Regions from separate parts of the Xenopus tropicalis genome. Here region 2 is linked to region 1. A link is a contact called in public Hi-C data. All regions are on one chromosome and are shown on one strand. The core of a region is the stretch at or near the end of the contact, and the rest is flanking DNA. Distances in the headings are between cores, read along the strand shown. Region 1 holds the start of pcdh18 (protocadherin 18). Region 2 holds the start of pcdh10 (protocadherin 10).

Region 1 (2,672 bases), core at 127-2,626:
TTTCCTCCATACTGTAATTATGTTACCTTTGGCATACATCTGGGACATTTATTAAAATGCTGTATTGATATAAGTTTGAATAGCAACGAATGATGCGTAAGTGCATTTATTTATAGACACACCGAACATGCAGAGGGCCCTTAGATATTGCCTGATGCCAAGGTGCCCATATCCACTTCATATAAGCCATCAGTACTAGGTACAATGGTCTCCCAGTTGCTTGGCATGGGAAGGAAGCACGATAATAACACAATTACCAGTCCTCCAGCATCTACATACGTGCCCCACAATTCTGATGTCCTTGGGGAATGATATGCTATCATTTTGAGTTTGCACCTACAGAGGAAGCTGTCAGTCAGATAAATGATAAACACTGACCACAGATAATTCATGGATTATGGCATTACACAGGTCTGGGGACTGGCACAATAAATCAGGGCTGTGAGTGTGAAATGCCCCATGATGAGAAGAGAAATCGACACTTTAATCCCTTAGGTGCTAGAGGTCACCCTATGGCACTGCATCTCTGACACACATGAGGTTGGGTTACCATAAGTGAAAACAAAGTCTGGATTATTTGAGATCTGCTCCATACTCCAGGCTCCAAGTCAGGATGTCCAGAGAGGGGGACATAGAAAGGGAGGAGGGAATGGAAGAGTGAATCTGCTTTGGATTTAATGAAATCATAGTTCACTGTGGAATAAGTGTGGTTTTGTTTACTGCAATGTATTGATTTCACACCTCATTTTTCCTATTAGAGGATGTTGTGGCAGCTATATTTATCACTTGGTGGCTATAGAGCTGGAGATGTCCAGCCTTCTGCCCTCCAGATGTGGTGTATTCAAGCGCCGGCACCCTTAGAGCTTCAGTCAGTAACAGCCTGAGGGGCTGCAGTTAGGGAACCCCAATGCACTTAGAGTACTGGAGAAGCACCCCCCCCCCCCATATGATGCTCCACAGTGGGTTACAGTGGGCTGCGGAGCTTGGATTGTACAGGACTGGGGAACAAAGGTGTGGGGTGATGGGAGCACTGTCAGTAAGTTCTGCAGTGCAGGGGTTACATTACATGCAATAACCGAGGCAGGGAACAGAAGAAAGGCTGCAGGGGCACATCAGCTATGAATTCCTAACTGCCTGCTCCTTATTATTTCTATATGGGGGAGGGCGTGATGAGGAAATGCCTGCAAACCATAACTGGGGAGGGGGGGCAAGGTCCCGATTTCAAGTTTTTCTTCTGCAATTTGTAGCTTCTTTGTTATGGCACGTTCTGAAAAAAAAGAAAAAGAGAAAAAAAGTGAATGCGGTGGGAGGAGCTGCCATGTCTCTAGTCTCCCCCAGCACTTGAGTGACTTCACTGTCCTTTGATTTGGAGCAGAGCTGATTGGCTGCCAGCGCTGGAACACATGCAGAGCCCCCAGCTTTGTCTGAGTTTGAGTGAAGTTGTCCAGATTTTAGGCTGGAGTCAGCAATCGGGGGTGTTTAGTCTGCTGCAGAGCAGCGAGAGGGGAGAGGAAAGACTGCGGATTCAGCAAGACCCCTGCAATCCATGGATACAAACGTGAATAAACTCCTAATGTGACTCGTCCGTGTGCGCTCTGAGCTAATGGGATTTACTGCGCTGCGCTGGCTCCTCGTATCCTGCTCCAATTTGCCGCCTACTGAGAAACTTTTCTCACTCCATCGCTGAATATTGGACCGGTAGCATTGAGAAAAGAGAAAGGCACGATTTTATTCTGCATTCCCCAGTATCAAATGCGGGCTGTGCTGGGGCTGCCTAGAGAAGTTGTGGGAGCTGCGCTTTAATTCTCTGTAGGGGGGAGATGGATCGCTGCTGCAAGTCAATGGGCTGCTGGGGGAGCGGTACCAGGAACCTTGCCTTGGTGTTTGCCCTGGTTCTGTCGCTGTGTTTGCTCGGAACCTGCAAGAATTTAAAATACCGGATCTACGAGGAGCAGATGATCGGCACCGTGGTGGCCAGGCTCTCCGAGGATGTGGCTGATGTGCTGTCCAAGTTGCCGAACCCTTCCTCTGTTCGGTTCCGAGCCATGCAGAGAGGCAGCTCCCCTCTGCTCACCGTGAGGGAGGATAATGGGGAGATCAGCATTGGGGCCAAGATCGACCGGGAACAACTGTGCCAGAAGAACTCGAACTGCTCCATAGAGTTTGATGTGATCACCCTCCCGACGCAGCACCTCCAGCTCTTCCATATCGAGGTGCAAGTCCTGGACATTAACGACAACGCACCCCAGTTCTCCAGGGCTCTCATTCCCATTGAGATCTCGGAGAGCGCAGCTGTGGGGACCCGCATCCCCCTGGACAGCGCCTTTGACCCCGATGTGGGGGACAATTCCCTTTTTACCTATTCACTGTCCCCCAACGCCTACTTTAGCATTGAGGTAAAGACCAGGACAGATGGAGCCAAGTACGCCGAGCTGGTGGTGATCAGGGAGTTGGACAGGGAGCTGCAGTCCAGCTATGAGCTCCAGCTGACAGCCTATGATAACGGGGTGCCCCAAAGGTACGGCTCCTCACTCCTCAAAATCAGCATTTCCGACTCCAATGATAATAGCCCAGTGTTTGAGAAGCAGTCCTATGTTGTTCAGTTACCGGAGAATTCACCCTTGGGAACCCTACTCATAGACCTCAATGCCACCGACCCAGATGAGGGCGCT
Region 2 (2,672 bases), core at 47-2,546, 960 kb after region 1:
TCCCCATTTTGACCTTCATCCTGGTCGGTGGCATTGAGCTGTATAACCATGGTACCTGGGGGCGAGTTCTCTGGCAGAGACACGGTGTAGATCTGCTGCTCGAACACCGGTACGTTGTCATTGGAGTCCAGCACTTTGATGGTGAGCAGAGCGGTCCCTGTCCTTTGGGGGGTGCCCCCATCAATGGCGGTGAGGACGTACCTGTGCAGGGCTTGCTGCTCTCTGTCCAGCTGCTTCTTCAGTACCAGCTCCGCGAACTTGTTGCCGTCCCCTTGGGTCTGTACATCCAGGTTGAAGTAACTGTTGGTGGTGATTTCGTAGGTGCGCAGGGAATTATTCCCCACGTCTAGGTCGTAGGCGCTCTCCAGGGGGAAGCGGGTCCCTGGGGTGGCGCTCTCGGAAATCTCCACCTGGATGTCAGATTGGGGGAAAACCGGAGGGTTGTCGTTGATGTCAAGCACCTCGATCTCCACTCGGAAGAACTCAAGGGGGTTCTCCAGGAAGACCTCCAAGTGCAACATGCACGATGGGTTCTGCTTGCAGATCTGCTCCCTGTCTATTTTCTCGTTAACGTACAGCACCCCGTTCTCCAGGTTCAGCTCCAGGTAAGGAGTCCTTGAGTTGGGCGCAGTCTGGAACCTGCGATTGGAAAGTTTTGTAATGTCCAAGCCCAAATCCTCAGCGATATTCCCCACGAAAGTACCATGGTCCCTTTCCTCCTGCACCTTGTAGGCAAGCTGGGCGAGAAGCCCCTCCGCAGCGCACAGTAGCAATAAGAACCACAGCATCTCCTACACAGTAGCAGTGTAAACCAGCCAGGTAGAAAAGAATATGGAAGGAAAAAGATAAGCTGATGGGTTAAAAGTGCACTTTTTTTATCCTTTGCACACAGTGCTACTGGCTCAGTGTAAATGAAATGCAGCCAGGCGTCCCCTCATCAGGATTCCTTGCAGTCACCACAAGATTCAGTACAAATCCCTCTCAGATACATCCAAAAGCAGAGAGTTTTATTTCTCCGGCACTGGTGTGACCCCTTCCATTGCCCATAGCCTGTTACATCCACTGCACATGGTGTCTCCGCTGGAGATGCTCAGATTTCAATTATTGATAAGTATCAATGATAGATTCACTTGCACAGGAACAGGAAAAAGGCACCGGTTACTTTTCATTCACTTTATTGCCTGCGCTTTCCCATGCTGCACACACACTCCATGCTGCTTCCCGTAACGATTTTCACTTTCATGGTTTATCTGTATTTCTATTCTGAGTGCAGTTCCTCGTCTTCCCCAGCTCCTGGGATCTCTGCTGGCAGTGTCTGAGCCGCTTGCTCCCAGCCTGGCTGTTTTTGCGCAGCGCCCATCTTCTGCCAACCAATGGAATGCGAGTGACACGTCGGGGGCGGGGCAGCGGCCTACGTCACTGGGCCTGTCATGTAGAGGAGGGGGCAGAGGGAGCTGTGTGAGGAGAGAGCAAGCGGCTCCCTATCTCTAATCCTCCGGCCGCGGTTTTGCCTCCAGGGCCTGACATCAGCAACCTCTGCCAGACTGAGATTGTGTGCGGCCCCTCCCTTATTCTGGGAGATCACACAGGGGAAAGTTCCCTCCTTGTATCAGCTGCTAGTGGGAAACTCGGAGCTGGGGAAGTCAGTGAAGGGAAAGTACAAGCGGCTATGGGGAGCGGTTGGGGCAAGGAAAACGCTAGTGCTAAAAGCCGAAACGTTGCTTTATTACCTGTGTAGGTAAAAGGCAATAAACGCATTTCAGGTTCTGAAGCTAAATGCCAAGTGCAGCCCAGTATTATGGGGTTTAATATAGGATAGAATGGCAGTGCTCCAAACACCTCTAATCATAGCACATTATTATGGGAAAGATTTGTGTCACGCAGAACAAAGTCTATACTAACACTTTGCAGTGATAGTATACGTGGGGGTCACAGTGATGCCACAGCTGGCAAGCCATAGTTCTGCCTGTTCACCCCAACACACACACATATACACCCACATACATTTAGGGGGATACATGTTGCCCAATGTAACAATGCCATAGAAACGGCATCAATGAAGTGGCGCTAAGATTTCAGTCTCGTTGCACCCACATAAATGGCACGGTGCCCGACTCAGTAGGACTACTGTACCGGCTGTAGGCACCAGTCAATCAATGGCAGCTCGGCGGTTCCCCTACTGTCCATGGACAAAGTGAATCCCTTTTCCCTTGCCCTTGACCGATACCTTGATTACTGCACACACTTTATTATAAAAAAAAATCGCCGTCACATCGGCGTCTGTGTGCGTCAAGAACACATCTGCAGTGACGAGGTGTCTGTGTGATTAGCAGGGAAGGAGCCTGGGTTACAATAGCAATGTATGTCTTACTGTGTTACTTGCCCTGACAGAGCCGGCGCTGAGCTGGAACCTGCTGATTTATGTGTGAAGCTCCAGCACCACAAAATCCCAGCGACAGGACAAGATACAGACACACAGCACCCTTTCTATCGCACAAATGACAGGCATAGCACTGCAACATGGACTGCCTGATTGCTAGTATCCTATCACACTCTGATTGATAGCCGCCATTCACACAGCTGCGACAGTCTGACAGTTATTCTGGCTGCCCCTATGTACATGTATTTCTTGCTATTGCTATCTGTAGCTTGTGAGGATGGACATCACTCCC

The links. Hi-C and Micro-C count contacts between places; a contact is called where the count stands out from the background.
Region 2: a Hi-C map of gastrula embryo shows a contact between it and region 1, with 2.4 times the contacts expected there. The contact joins the promoter of pcdh10 here to the promoter of pcdh18 in region 1. A contact is called at or near these places in 2 of 5 Hi-C or Micro-C datasets (brain and gastrula embryo).

What each region holds. Positions count from the first base shown.
Region 1 is chr1:62,135,927-62,138,598 of UCB_Xtro_10.0, forward strand. It overlaps pcdh18 (protocadherin 18), which reads left to right and starts at 1,377. Exons shown (of 4, transcript NM_001011150.2): 1 at 1,377-2,672. The coding sequence starts at 1,821.
Region 2 is chr1:63,099,631-63,102,302 of UCB_Xtro_10.0, forward strand. It overlaps pcdh10 (protocadherin 10), which reads right to left and starts at 1,297. Exons shown (of 4, transcript NM_001079015.1): 1 at 1-1,297. The coding sequence starts at 788.